Regions from separate parts of the Mus musculus genome. Here all the other regions are linked to region 1. The links are chromatin contacts, called in public HiChIP or PLAC-seq and promoter capture Hi-C maps. All regions are on one chromosome and are shown on one strand. Each heading gives the region's core, a stretch centred on a gene start, on an enhancer-like site or on the middle of the called end of the contact. The rest is flanking DNA. Distances are from core to core; before and after follow the strand shown.

Region 1 (2,787 bases), core at 99-2,598:
ATGAGGTAACTCAGAGAGAAGGGGTGTGGCGAGCATTGTCACCTGTAGGGACTTTTGTGAAGACTCAGAAGCAGCCACTGTCTTGACCTTAGTTCCTTTTTGCTGTCTCACTGGTGTCCCGGGAGCCATCTTAGATCTGACACCATGTACAGCAGATCAGGACTCTGTGGCACAGTGCTCTCCACCCCACATATTCCTTCACAAGGTTGTCTTCCACATGCCTCACACTCTCAATCTTAACATCCCAAAGCTGTTCAGGCTGTAGTCAGAGCAAGTTTTTCTTAGTTCACTCTATTGATAAATCTTTATTTCTGATGTCATTTCCTCCCACTTCTTCCCTTTTTTTTGTTTTCCTTTGTTAACAGAAAGGGGAATCATTTCTCTTCGTGAGGTTTTTTTTATCCTCATCCACAAACTGACAACTCCATCAAGTTAATATGTTGTCTCATATACCTCCAGTATAAAATATGAAATTAACTTAAAAGATTTCTTTTCCTTCCTGTATGAATTTATCCTGAGAACCTGGAATGCTGAAGTCTGGCAGATGCCACTATTAGCTAAGTCCTGTAAGGTACACAAGCATTTCTAGCTAACATGATGAAAATAAGGCAGTGTGAGGAGCCAGCCAGAGCTAAGAAGCGAACCTAATCATGGGCTGACATTCCTATGTACTGTCCCCTGTCTTTAGCATGTTCATCCATACTGGACTTGGAATGCAGTGTTCTATTGCACCAGGCTTCAGGGTGCTTTGCAACTCAGCAACAAGCAAACACGGGACTGAGGAAGCTAAGCATGGTAGTTCTTTAGCACATATTTTCAAACACTGTTTTTTAAGTGTCTGTTAATGAGGGGGAAACAAAAACTGAGAACTTAGGTCCAGCAGTACATACTAAGTTCATTTTTTTTTAGCTTCATAAATAAAACGTAATAGTACAAAAATACTAATGAGATTATTCTCAGATTGTTTGGGGGGTTTCGGAATCGGGCACATTATTTTATATTTACAGCTCATGCACAGTTCAAAGCCAATCGGTCACAATGCATGAGCTTAACAACAGTAAACAGCACTCGTTCAGGATTCTACACACGACTTCCGGGTATCCGAAGCTTGTTCGAGTTTCAGGAAGTGACGTCTGCCGTGAGACATGCCGGGAGTCGTAGTTAGCGTCCACCGTCCAGTTGCACCCGATGGGAGTTGTAGGCCATCCGTGAAGCATGCCGGGAGTTGTAGGCCATCCGTGAAGCATGCCGGGAGTTGTAGGCCATCCGTGAAGCATGCCGGGAGTTGTAGGCCATCCGTGAAGCATGCCGGGAGTTGTAGGCCATCCGTGAGGCATGCCGGGAGTTGTAGTCCGCGCGCGCTCTGGGGCTACTGGGCGCTTCATGGCAGTCGGCTCTGTGCTCGCCTACTCTTCCGCTCGGCCCTAGAAAGTTTCGTTTCTGCCCAGCGGAGGACCCACGAGCGTGTAAGTGCCGCAGGCGCCCGGACAGGCATCGGGGACACTGGGGCCTTTCTGGACGTCGGCGCGGAAGCTTCGTGGGGGCGTGGGTCGTCCCCTCCCACACAGGGCGCCTCGGGAGAACCCTCTCTCCAGAGAGGTTAGCTCCAATACGCAGGCTGTCTGCGGGGTCGTAGAAAGACCCTCAACACTGTTCCAAGATCGGAGCCGGCAGAAGGGGGCCGCCCTGTGAGGCGGAGCTTCGGCAGCTCTCCCCGAACCCCTGGCACAGCAGCCAAACCCCGAAGTTCTCGCGGGCACTGGGACTTGATCCCCAGAAAGCCAAACCCTCCTCTCTGCAGGACTCCTGACGCCCCTTCGGTCCAGGAGACACAGTTTGTTCCTTTTGTATCTTCGCTGACCTGACCCGCTGCCCTTATGCTCAGATAGTTCAAGGGGGCTCTGCGGTCAAGTTTCTGGAAACACCTGTAGGACGACTGAATGTATCTGGTGTGGTAGCTTGTCCTGTTGGCACCCAGGCTTGGGCTGCGGATGGGGGGCAGGGCGGAGCGACATCCTATTTGCATAAAAGAAGAGAACATGTAGTTGACACTTAAGCCAAGTCAAGTAGCTTCCTATTAATGCTATGATTCTCTGTGTCACTCTGCAAAGTTCCCACGGCTGGGCTGTCTCCTGCAGAAAAAACAGCACTTGTTTCTTTCTGTCCCTATGATTGTTTGACTTAACACAGGTGGTTTCCTTTCCAGACAGAAATGGGGCAGAGGCTCAGGACTTAATCTACTTACAGCCTCTCTCAGCAATGGTGGTCTGAAGCAGGTTAATTCCTCTGCCATCTGCTTGCTGCTGTTGCTGGGTTGGGGGAAGGGAGCTGTGGGTTTCTACTTTTAGTTTTGCAACCTCCTGGCTGCCCCGACACTCTCGGTCTATGACAACCAGTTCTGCTGTGTTGAAATGCAGAATACTGATTATGGGCCAGGATTGTTATCCTGGAAATCAGCCCAGGGCTGACTGTCAGCCTCCTTTACCTAAAAGGATCTGAAAAAAACAAAAACAAAAACAAAAAAAACTATAGCTTTAGGAGACAGAATTTATCTGTTTGTTTAATGTTCATATTTGTGTATCACTTCTTGAAAATTGTTTATTTTATTAAGAAAATAGATAACGTATACAGAGTCCTGCAGTACCGTGTGTGTGTGTGTGTGTGTGTGTGTGTGTGTGTGTTCTTAATATTTTACTTTATTTTTGTAATTGGTTTAGAACTTGGAAATGGTCTCAGGTTCCTTTGCCCCTTAGCCAGCATGGCTAAGTGCCAAGTGTTTAGCCCAGT
Region 2 (2,787 bases), core at 123-2,622, 250 kb before region 1:
ACTTGGATGTGGTGGGACTTCACAGTGGTTGACCTGCTCTCACATTCCCAGTCCTGTGCACACCCACAACTGTCTTCTCTCCATTTCCTCCAAACTCACCACTTCCTTTATGCCTTAGTGATTTACTCTGTTCTTGTCTCTTGACCTAAAATGGTTCCTATTTATTCTACCTCCTACTTAAAACTTCCCTTCTCTTGTGAAGCCCAATCTGCACCCTCTGACAAACCACTCTGCTCTTGTGAAATGTAAGTAACCACTTATCATGGTATCTTCTACATACCATGCACCCCGCTGAGGTTAAGGAGTGGCAATGTTGTTAATCTCTGACTCTTATAATTTCACCTGGCTAAAAGAGTAAACAGTAAAGGTTCACTGAAAGAGTGCACAAAAGTCTATAATAATTATAAGATATAAAATGTAACATCATTAGATTTGATTGTTAAGACTACTTTTTCCTGATATCAGCTATAAATTTGTTTTCATCCACCTATATATCACAGTACTTCTTGCATCCCTTAAGTGATAGCCAAATGAAGCTTGCATGTCACATCACTGAGTCTTATCACTAGACTGCCAAAACTAAATGAGATCTTTGATGAGAATAAGGAAGAAAGTGCATGTACCTAAAGATTACACAGTGCTAAGTTCTGGTCTGTTCTAAAGTTCCAGCTGTTATGGAAAATTCTAGGTAAATGCTAATTCATATAACCCTATGGCACATAGTCAGCACTTAGTTCCTACTACCAAGCAGTCTGGAAAGTACTGGCCTGAGCATCACTTTGGGCATTAAGACATAGCTATCACCCAGGACTGTAGGGAAGCTGCCTCCCAAAAGAAAGCAAAAGAGATAATGGGAGAGAGAGAGAGAGAGAGAGAGAGAGAGAGAGAGAGAGAGAGAGGGAGAGAGAGAGAGAGAGAGAGATAGATATCTTCAGTCTGTGTGGTTCTCATGAGGAAAGACAAGAGCCAATTTAGAAGGCATAGATGAACTACAGGTAAAAGATTTCACAGTATAAGGTTCTAGAAATGTAAACCCTCTGCATGCTAAGAGAGACAGAGTAATCCTGTGAGTGTCTAGAAGATGATGAGGCACAGTGATTTTCCTTCCTTCATTGTCCCCTTTTATCACCTGATCCCAAAAGAATGGTCCCACCCAGCAACACCCTCATTTCCGCACTGCCACTAGGGTCTTTCTAATGTTTCTTGGTGCACATTACATTCTCTTCTCTCCCCAAATCTTGATCTTTGCCTCAGGTGCACAGGCTGTACAATACCTCAGGCTGTCTCCCTAGTGCCCTGCATCTCAAGCTTGGAGATGCATAAAGACATGGAAAAATCACAACTCACCAGGTATGGCTCCTTTATGATGGCACTGCTATCTCAGGCTTCTCAGTAACAGATCTGGAGGTGCAAACTGGTATGCAGAAGTAGGAAATAAAGTTTCCTGCAGAAAGAGAAGGCGGAGATAAAAGAGCAAGTGATGGTAAAGATTTGAAGAAAAACAAAACAAAGCAAAAAAAAAAAAAAAAAACAAACCCCAAAGATCTACAGTTCTTCTTTTCCAGCCAGGAGTGTTATATGTTGGGCTGAGGTCTTTACAGGATTAATTTTGAAATCTTGCTTATGCAATTCTGAGTGTGAGTTAGCCACGCCCTATACCCCTGCTTCAGTATATTTCAGCTCATGGCTTCGTCTTATAAGTCTTTCATAGCTTTTCCACTCTCTGTTCTCTTCTCTGTGTTAGTTGGCATAACCCAAGTGCAATAGAACCTATCACACCCAGAGAATAAATGCTAATGAGGCCTTAGGTCATAATGAATAAAATGCGCAGAGAGGTTTCACTGAGTCTTGTGTGTTGCTTTCAAAGTGTTGTGAATTGGAATCTGGTTACAAATCTCGCTTAAATAAAGCTTTCTAATGAAGGAAAGATTTACACTGGGACCTGAGAGTGGATCTTAGGAAACCACGAGATGTTCTTACCACCTTCATCTCACACTATACAAATGGTCAAAATTTTGAGAATTTACACCTTAAAATCTTTATCTGCATAAGGAAAACAGAAATGATCCCTTTGTGTGAGTTTGAAAACTTCTTATCTATCTGCCAGCAATGAGTTCACGTTTTTCAGGATTTTTAGGCTGGAAGATTAGTGTGATGTGGCCTTTGGGAATCCTTTAAAGAAAATACATCACCACCTAACAGCTCTGGTATACCTGCTGTTACTATACAGGCAATTCCAGTGGACTGCTCTCAGGGATCTAGATGCTGTCAGGTGTGCAGTGGATGAAAGGACCCAACCACCTCACTAGCTCTTTTTCTGTTCTTGGAGTTTCCTCTCTCTGTGTTCTTCGTGTGTCCCCTTTCTGCCCATCTCTACCTCCTCTCTCTGCCCGATGACTCTCTCTCTTCTCTGTCTGCCTGTCTACACATCCACTTGTCTGGTTCTTTAAGTTTCCTCTCCTCTTCTCTCCCCTCCTCCAGTAAACCTTTTTTTATACAAGATCTGTTTCATGGCATAATCTCTTCAGGACACACCTTGGCATGACCCACAAAGGATACCTCCTCACAACATTATGTTCAAAACACATGCTAGCTAAGCAGTATCACATCAAAGGCATAGCTGTGGCGCTTCAGATTGCCTGGAGTAGAATAGCGATTGTCTCAAGTCTTCTGAAAACCAATGAAATGAAAATCATTTGTGCTCCCCCAAATGCTGTAAGATGACTGACACTGGATACAAGATGTTTAAAATCATGTTATCATTCTGAAGGTTAACTGAAGGTTAAG
Region 3 (2,787 bases), core at 174-2,673, 220 kb after region 1:
AACAACAACAAAACCCCATAAAAATAAACAGGAAGATCATTGTTAAGGTCATTGTTAAAAACATAATTATCCATACAATAGCTATAGAATATACATTCTCATCAGCACATTGAACTTCCTCTGAATAGACCATATCTTACTTAAGGCACAAAACAAATATCAAATAATATAATTGTAATTAGGAGTCAACATGAACCAGGTGTGGTAATATATACCGATAACCCCACCTATTTGAGAGGCTGAAGCAGGAAGACTGAAGACCTAGCCTAAGCAAGTAACTTAGCAAACCTCCATCTCAAAATGGAGGTTGAAGCAATGGCTCCATTAAAACAACAACAACAACCAACAGTTCTCTGGCTGTTCTTGCAGAGAACCTGGGTTCAGTTTCCAAACTGCGGTTCACAACAATCCATATTACCAGTTCCAGATATATGTGCATACACATATTTGTATATATTCATGTATATATGAATGATAGATAGAGGTATAGCTATACACAAGTATGAAGGCAAAACACAAAACAAAAATAACTTAAAAAAAAAAAAAGAAGAAGACGCCTGCAACACCAACAACATCAAAATAAAAATTAAAAAAAGTTCTCAAGGCTTTGCAAGCAGAACCAAGGAGTTTGGACTTTCTCATATGGGGAAACTAGAGACTTTGATAATTAACAGTGCACTCACCAGGATGAGCAAATGATTGAAAATTGCATAACCTTCTTAGTAGAATAAGACTATAGAACCCTGCCCACAGCTGTACCCACTTTCTCTCCTTTGTCCAGAGTTCAAGTGACACAGTTTGATGGTCTTTTGTATCCTGTTTCTGGTAGGTACAGTGAAGTTCCCATCCATACGCAGTCATCCATTAGCCAAGGCAGCTTCCTGGGACCACTCAGGTGGGGTTAAGCTGGACTGAATCATCTGTGCGGGGTATCTGGACACCCCAGAGAACTGAGCTTCGTCCCCTTTGCTTCTTAGATACAGTTATCACTGAGGCCCAAGCGATACGTAAATTACAAATCAGACACAATGCTCAGCTCACTGTCTGATACTTGCTACCCTTTACCTGTCAGTTATGCAACTGAGAATCTCTGTCGTTGTGTGTGTAAGGTGGGAACCCAAGATAATGGCATCCTGTTTCACTTAATGGATTTTATTGGTAGCTCAGGATGCACCATAGTGGGAGTGTTTGTACTAGAAAAATTGATAAGTACATAGATCAGAGTTTTTCTGCAGTCTGTAGCTAAACATTTAGCTAAACATTTTCCAGCTCACCACCAGCCTCCAACAGATACAACCAAATTTGTGAATTGTTTTGCAGACACCCTTAACAGCAAGAGGAGCCCAGAAATCCTGAAGTTTGAGAGACAAAGGACACAGAAAGGAATGTGGCCAAAGGTTAGTGGGAGGATCTAAACTGGCCACCTGTGAGGTTGAGGCAGCGAGGGAAGCACTGGTCAAGAAGGGAACCAACACAGAATTGGGGTCGAAAGCTGATTCCAGAGTCCTGGAAAGAAACAGTAGAAAACACAGGGGTTTGGGGGTGGGGCGCGGAAGAGGGCACAGGTGTTGCTCATTCTACAGTGAGAGTTGTCTCAGAAGATGGAATCACCTTCAGCACATGCGGTCTCCCTGCCAGAGGATGAGGAGCTCCAGCCCTGGGGAGGCGCTGGAGGACCTGGTCAGCACCCAGGAAGACCGAGGTCAACAGAGTGTGCCCACCCTGGGGTTGTGGAGAAGGTGCGGCCAAAGTGGGACAACCCCCTGCAGTTCCTACTTGTCTGTATCTCCTATGCTGTGGGCCTGGGCAATGTATGGCGCTTCCCCTACCTGTGCCAGATGTATGGCGGAGGTGAGTACAATGGGCAGGTGCAGCATGTCTGCCTGACTGAGTGCTTCACATCTCAAACTTTCACCTTCCTGGGATCTGGATGAATTATAGGTCTGCTGGATGTCCTCTCCAAATTGCTGACCCAAGCCCCGCACAGAGGGAAGGTTTGGCCTGTGCATCCGTGGACAGTGCTTTTGTTCTGCTATCTAAAACATCTTCAGCTAATTTGAAGTCATGAAGGTTTTCTCTGTTCCTCTTCTAACTCTTTAACCTCTGGGTTGTTCATGTGGAACTATGATCTACTTCCTTTCTTCCTCTTCTGTGCATGAACTGTGATACCAACTAAGTAAGGCTCTTTTGATTCAGTTGTATTGTTTTGACAAAAGGACTGCAGAGCTTATCTGCTTAAATTGAATTATTGAGGTTTGAAGAAGTGATGGAAATGATTGCCACGCACAGGTAAAGGTGACCACACTGCTACCTTGGTATGAGCTTTGAGTTTTCTTTTGGCCCTAGCTAGCAGATAAGCATCCAGGCTCTGTCACAGAGACAAGATGACCAAGGGCCACACCAGATTTGATGTGGTTACTGCTTGATACTTTGGGTTAAAATTGGACTATCTTATGACCTTTGAGTGTTAGAGCATTAACTCCAAACATCTGTGGAAATATGGCCTCTGCTGTAAAGTGTCTCCAGAGAATAAATCACACAGGCCTCAGCCTCCTTTGACATCAAGTTGGTAAAGGGTAAAAACTCAGCCTTTTCAGAGCAAGGGGATTTTGAGAAGCCTCCTGAATGAGAAGGCGGTGCACGGACCCTGCTTGCACACAAGGACAAGCTGGGGTCAGGCTCTGACCATTAATGTGGGTATGTGCTGTCCCCTGCCAACACTTTCACTCTTCCCTCCTTCATGTGGCCACAGAGCTCTGCATAACCTCCGTGACAGCCGCTCTGGGA
Region 4 (2,787 bases), core at 91-2,590, 170 kb before region 1:
CTCTTCACTTAATTTATTATGAGCATATTTGCTTCTTTCCTGTTGAGTCATAGAGTACTCTCATTTCTTATTCCAGGAGAAATGACTCAGTGACTAGCTTCAGTGTAATATTACCATCTTTTGAATGGAGTGAGAGGATCCTCTAGCCCAGTGTTTTCCAGCCTTCCTAATGCTGTAACCCTTTAATACTGCTCCTCATGTTGTGATGACCCCTAAACATAAAATTATTTCCTTGCTATCTCATAACTGTAGTTTTCCTACTGTTTTTAATTGTAATATAAATATCTAGTATACAAGATAGCTGATATGCCACCTACAAAGGGTTGTAACCCACAGGTTGAAAACAGGTTTGGGCTAGAGTCCAACCTACTAGTAACTGAAGACTACCACCCTCTCTCAAATCACTCACCAAAACCATTTTACTTCTAACCCCAGCCAAACTAGAGTCTTTCAAAACACTAAATGGATTTTTTTTTTGTCTCTACCCTCTAACAGAGATAGATCTACCAAAGGCAGCCAGCCAACCTAATCCAGACAGAGACACCACGGCAATCATCAACCAATCCATCTAATAGTTTTAGAGTTGATTTCCAAAAACTTTAATTATGCATTTAAATATGTAATTACTTAGTATACACATGAATACATAAATATATTTTCATTCTAATATACATACACACAAGAGATTACATTTTCATGATGATCTTACAAGTCAGTATCAATAAACGCTAACTACTAATGTAACACTTTTGGAATGATGCTATTCTTCATAATTTATGAATTATAAGAAGTACAGGATGGTAACAGATAATGTAGCTTGAGTAGTTATAAAGTTCATGTTGTATCATAGTATAGATGGGAAAATAGAAGGATAGGAATAAGGAAAGCAAGAAGAAAATGGAAATACATTGCAAAATCTTTTCTAAGTCTACCTTATGTTATCTTTAAATACTATACACCACCTCTCTATTGGAATCAAGAGGGCTCTGGGAGGTATTTCTTTCACCTACATAGACTAATATATCCATTTTTTCCTTTCCTAGAGTTCTGAAAGCCTATCTGGAAATATCGTCTAAGAAACATCTCTTGAATTTAAATATGTCCTTGTCCAAAAGAGAATAAAAAGAAGAAACGGTACCTGGTGAATTTTGCTAAGTCCTTTATGAGTCCAGTAGTAACTTAAGTTTCACTGCTAATGAAACAGAGATAACACTTGATCATATACACCAGTCAGGTAGTAAACATCATAGCTTCCTGTTTTAAAAAGGCTAGCTTCTCAGGTTTTGCAAGTTTTCAGAGAGATACCAACTTGTTACAGTTCTTCCGTTTTGTTATTTACTGCACATACTTGGCTCTCTGTTGAGTTATCTATGGATGGATACTGCTGACACTCAGAAACTATCTTGCAGGCTCTTCACCCATTTGACACTGCTCATTTTTTTATGTATGATATGGCTAACAACTTCCCAATAATCATTGACTCATGGACAGACTGTGGAAAAACAATGTGGGAATTTCCTCTTAAGGAAAGGATGAGACAGCAAATTTGCTGGGAGCAACTGAAGATTATGAGGACAAGCAAGTAAAGGTTTTGATAATTCACAAAGACATGTGTTTGCATTTCCACTGTGGTTCTATAGCTGCATGATCTCAGGGTAACCACTGAGCCAGCCTTGCTGGACACCTAGTTTTCTCCTCTATAATTGTAACAGATATTTATTTCCTACAGTTGTCATGAAGTCAATTAAGATAAACCAAGGAAGTTTCTATGTAAAGTACAGATCTCAACCAATGTAAAGTGTAGGTTGAATTGTACCGTGACATAGCATCCCAAGGCTAGGAACATATCTTGCCTATGTGCTGATATCCCCATGAACCTAGTGTGATAATGGACACTAGACGCATTTAACTAATGTTGACGGGAATAGTGACAAATATATGGTATAATCTCTGATATTCTTTCTAATTGTACAGGTCAATGAATTTACCAAGTTCTTGTTAGCTATTCAGAAGGGGACAGGAGAAAATGAATAGAGAAGAAAGAGTAGAAATAGGAGAAGAACTTAATTCTTTTTTTTCCTTTTCCATTTTTTATTAGGTATTTAGCTCATTTACATTTCCAATGCTATACCAAAAGTCCCCCATACCCACCCACCCCCACTCCCCTACCCACCCACTCCCACTTTTTGGCCCTGGCGTTCCCCTGTACTGGGGCATATAAAGTTTGTGTGTCCAATGGGCCTCTCTTTCCAGTGATGGCCGACTAGGCCATCTTTTGATACATATGCAGCTAGAGTCAAGAGCTCCGGGGTACTGGTTAGTTCATAATGTTGTTCCACCTATAGGGTTGCAGATCCCTTTAGCTCCTTGGATACTTTCTCTAGCTCCTCCATTGGGAGCCCTGTGATCCATCCATTAGCTGACTGTGAGCATCCACTTCTGTGTTTGCTAGGCCCCGGCATAGTCTCACAAGAGACAGCTACATCTGGGTCCTTTCGATAAAATCTTGCTAGTGTATGCAATGGTGTCAGCGTTTGGATGCTGATTATGGGGTGGATCTCTGGATATGGAAGTCTCTACATGGTCCATCCTTTCATCTCAGCTCCAAACTTTGTCTCTGTAACTCCTTCCAAGGGTGTTTTGTTCCCACTTCTAAGGAGGGGAATAGTGTCCACACTTCAGTCTTACCATAAGGGATCTATTAAGTTGTTGGATGATTTAGACTTTTTTATTCCTGTGATAAAATACCTGACAGGAACTTCTTAAAAGATAAAGGATTTCTTCTAT
Region 5 (2,787 bases), core at 162-2,661, 130 kb before region 1:
AGCATCTGCTGTCACCTGAATTTTTGATCTTAGCCATTCTGACTGGTGTGAGGTGGAATCTCAGGGTTGTTTTGATTTGCATTTCCCTGATGATTAAGGATGTTGAACATTTTTTCAGGTGCTTCTCAGCCATTCGGTATTCCTCAGGTGAGAATTCTCTGTTCAGTTCTGAGCCCCATTTTTTAATGGGGTTATTTGGTTTTCTGGAGTCCACCTTCTTGAGTTCTTTATATATGTTGGATATTAGTCCCCTATCTGATTTAGGATAGGTAAAGATCCTTTCCCAATCTGTTGGTGGCCTTTTTGTCTTATTGACGGTGTCTTTTGCCTTGCAGAAACTTTGGAGTTTCATTAGGTCCCATTTATCGATTCTCGATCTTACAGCACAAGCCATTGCTGTTCTGTTCAGGAATTTTTCCCCTGTGCCCATATCTTCGAGGCTTTTCCCCACTTTCTCCTCTATAAGTTTCAGTGTCTCTGGTTTTATGTGAAGTTCCTTGATCCACTTAGATTTGACCTTAGTACAAGGAGATAGGAATGGATCAATTCGCAATCTTCTACATGATAACAACCAGTTGTGCCAGCACCATTTGTTGAAAATGCTGTCTTTCTTCCACTGGATGGTTTTAGCTCCCTTGTCAAAGATCAAGTGACCATAGGTGTGTGGGTTCATTTCTGGGTCTTCAATTCTATTCCATTGGTCTACTTGTCTGTCTCTATACCAGTACCATGCAGTTTTTATCACAATTGCTCTGTAGTAAAGCTTTAGGTCAGGCATGGTGATTCCACCAGAGGTTCTTTTATCCTTGAGAAGAGTTTTTGCCATCCTAGGTTTTTTGTTATTCCAGATGAATTTGCAAATTGCTCCTTCTAATTCGTTGAAGAATTGAGTTGGAATTTTGATGGGGATTGCATTGAATCTGTAGATTGCTTTTGGCAAGATAGCCATTTTTACAATGTTGATCCTGCCAATCCATGAGCATGGGAGATCTTTCCATCTTCTGAGATCTTCTTTAATTTCTTTCTTAAAGGACTTGAAGTTCTTGTCATACAGATCTTTCACTTCCTTAGTTAGAGTCACACCGAGATATTTTATATTATTTGTGACTATTGAGCAGGGTGTTGTTTCCCTAATTTCTTTCTCAGCCTGTTTATTCTTTGTGTAGAGAAAGGCCATTGACTTGTTTGAGTTAATTTTATATCCATCTACTTCACCGAAGCTGTTTATCAGGTTTAGGAGTTCTCTGGTGGAATTTTTAGGGTCACTTAGTGAGATTCTTAAGACAGCTCCTCCCCATGAGAGGGGTTGGACCCAGCAGCCCATATGTCCAGCTAGCCCCCAGGTGACAATGACACTGTTGAACCACAACGTCACCTGGATTAACACTAGCTCCTGGCTTTGTCTGATTCATATTGCTCATGTCTGGAGGACACACACACTTCAGAGACGTGACATACTTGAGATAAAGGGAAGCAGACACCAGCTACAGCAGGATCCAGGTATATCACAGATAATTTTCAGGTACGTACACTAGACTGTCTGAATCTTGAGCTTGGGGTACAAAGGACCATTTTATCAGACTCTTCTTTCCTCCCTGCTGCTCACTAGAATCAGGCTACAATGTGTTGTTCTGATAAGTAGCCACAAGCTCAAACCTTTGCTGCTCTATGCTTCTATTCTGTGCCCTTTGCAAGTGGGAGCCATCATACAACGCAGGAAAGAAAGACTGAAAGCTGAGAGCCAGTACTGTGCTCTTCCTATATTCATAAGCTCTCTGATTCTGCCCCCCTGTGTTTGCTTTGTGTATCTTGCTATAACTAGAGACTTAAAAGGAGGAACTGGTCCTAGACTCAACACTGCTTTGCAGTGGGCACAGCCAGGGCAGATACAGCATAGTGTACATATGTGTACAGTGGAGGGGTGTCTATTAAAGTAGAAAGAAACCTGTAATAAGCAATGCCTATTCATCTATTTTCTTTGTTAGGTAAGTCATTGTAGATCTCAGCCTGCACCCTGCCCAAAGTTACTCTGAGGGACTAGAGGCCAGACAGGCAAACAGGTAACGAAAGGGATCACAGATAATAAATACAGCGAATTTATGGTTTCTTCCTCAGCCTTTTATGCCAATCTAATTCCCTCTCTTCCATTCTGTGCATGATCCCAGCCTATTTCACCCATTCAATACCACTACCTAACTTTTTTTCCTGTCTTGATAGTTTTTAAAATGCTCTAATGCAGTGGTTCTCGTCCTTTCTAATGCTTCAATCCTTTATTACAGTTCATGTTGTCGTGACCCCCAACCATAAAATTATTTTCATTGTTACTTAATAACTGTAATTTTTCTACTGTTATGAATTGTGATGTAAATATCTGATATGCAGGATATCTGATGTGGGATCTCTGTGGAAGGGGTCATTTGACCTCCAAAGGAGTCACAGTCCATAGGTTGTTATTCCTACAGGTTTACATACTTATACTTTTCTGTTACTTATATCCACCTAGAGAATTTCCTTCCAAGTGATTGTTTGCTCACAGTGTCTGTTCAAGCTTCCTCATGTATACCGGCTGTTGAGGGAAAAAGCCATATGACTACCCCAAGTGAAGATTATCTGAATAGGGCAAGGTGAGAAGACTGTATGGAGGGAGTCTGAGTCTCAGCTGGAACTGCACAGCTGCTTACAGCCAAACTTCCAACTTGAAATTTTTAATCATTTAAATGTGCCTCTTGATACATAATCATGTGAGCTACAATTATAAGCAGGAGACCATTCCAGCTTCTCACAACT

What was found. Promoter capture Hi-C pulls out the DNA fragments that hold promoters and counts their contacts. HiChIP or PLAC-seq counts read pairs in DNA pulled down with a chosen protein or histone mark. Capture Hi-C pulls out chosen DNA fragments and counts their contacts.
Region 2: a contact with region 1 is called in a promoter capture Hi-C map of adipose tissue. The contact joins the promoter of Ccr2 here to the promoter of Fyco1 in region 1. A contact is called at or near these places in 6 of 39 promoter capture datasets (the C10 cell line, cranial neural crest, liver and 2 more), 1 of 15 datasets of contacts at CTCF or cohesin (CD8 T cells), 2 of 115 datasets of contacts at active chromatin or transcription factors (bone marrow-derived dendritic cells and bone marrow-derived macrophages) and 3 of 9 other capture datasets (adipose tissue, liver and pancreatic islet).
Region 3: a promoter capture Hi-C map of pre-B cells shows a contact between it and region 1, with 4 times the contacts expected there. The contact joins the promoter of Slc6a20b here to the promoter of Fyco1 in region 1. A contact is called at or near these places in 15 of 39 promoter capture datasets (the 3T3-L1 cell line, 3T3-L1-derived adipocytes, the C10 cell line and 10 more), 1 of 15 datasets of contacts at CTCF or cohesin (large pre-B cells), 3 of 484 Hi-C or Micro-C datasets (the G1E-ER4 cell line, Sertoli cells and embryonic stem cells), 9 of 115 datasets of contacts at active chromatin or transcription factors (the 230-238 cell line, the HPC-7 cell line, the SCID.adh cell line and 4 more) and 3 of 9 other capture datasets (adipose tissue, liver and pancreatic islet).
Region 4: a contact with region 1 is called in a promoter capture Hi-C map of macrophages, with 7 read pairs. The contact joins the promoter of Ccr3 here to the promoter of Fyco1 in region 1. A contact is called at or near these places in 2 of 39 promoter capture datasets (macrophages and pre-B cells), 1 of 15 datasets of contacts at CTCF or cohesin (CD8 T cells), 1 of 115 datasets of contacts at active chromatin or transcription factors (effector CD8 T cells) and 3 of 9 other capture datasets (adipose tissue, liver and pancreatic islet).
Region 5: a contact with region 1 is called in an H3K27ac HiChIP or PLAC-seq map of bone marrow-derived dendritic cells, with 2.2 times the contacts expected there. The contact joins the promoter of Ccr1l1 here to the promoter of Fyco1 in region 1. A contact is called at or near these places in 3 of 39 promoter capture datasets (macrophages, neutrophils and pre-B cells), 1 of 115 datasets of contacts at active chromatin or transcription factors (bone marrow-derived dendritic cells) and 3 of 9 other capture datasets (adipose tissue, liver and pancreatic islet).

The regions. Positions count from the first base shown.
Region 1 is chr9:123,850,460-123,853,246 of GRCm38.p6, reverse strand. Fyco1 (FYVE and coiled-coil domain containing 1) reads left to right here and starts at 1,348. Exons shown (of 18, transcript NM_001110253.2): 1 at 1,348-1,466. It overlaps Xcr1 (chemokine (C motif) receptor 1), which reads left to right. Exons shown (of 2, transcript NM_011798.4): 2 at 1-932. Gm51700 (a long non-coding RNA gene) reads right to left here. Exons shown (of 2, transcript XR_003948283.1): 1 at 2,246-2,787; 2 at 1,284-2,016.
Region 2 is chr9:124,100,768-124,103,554 of GRCm38.p6, reverse strand. It overlaps Ccr2 (chemokine (C-C motif) receptor 2), which reads right to left and starts at 1,372. Exons shown (of 3, transcript NM_009915.2): 1 at 1,348-1,372.
Region 3 is chr9:123,631,174-123,633,960 of GRCm38.p6, reverse strand. Slc6a20b (solute carrier family 6 (neurotransmitter transporter), member 20B) reads left to right here and starts at 1,423. Exons shown (of 11, transcript NM_011731.4): 1 at 1,423-1,851. The coding sequence starts at 1,602.
Region 4 is chr9:124,020,524-124,023,310 of GRCm38.p6, reverse strand. Ccr3 (chemokine (C-C motif) receptor 3) reads right to left here and starts at 1,340. Exons shown (of 2, transcript NM_009914.4): 1 at 1,139-1,340.
Region 5 is chr9:123,985,339-123,988,125 of GRCm38.p6, reverse strand. Ccr1l1 (chemokine (C-C motif) receptor 1-like 1) reads left to right here and starts at 1,411. Exons shown (of 2, transcript NM_007718.4): 1 at 1,411-1,522.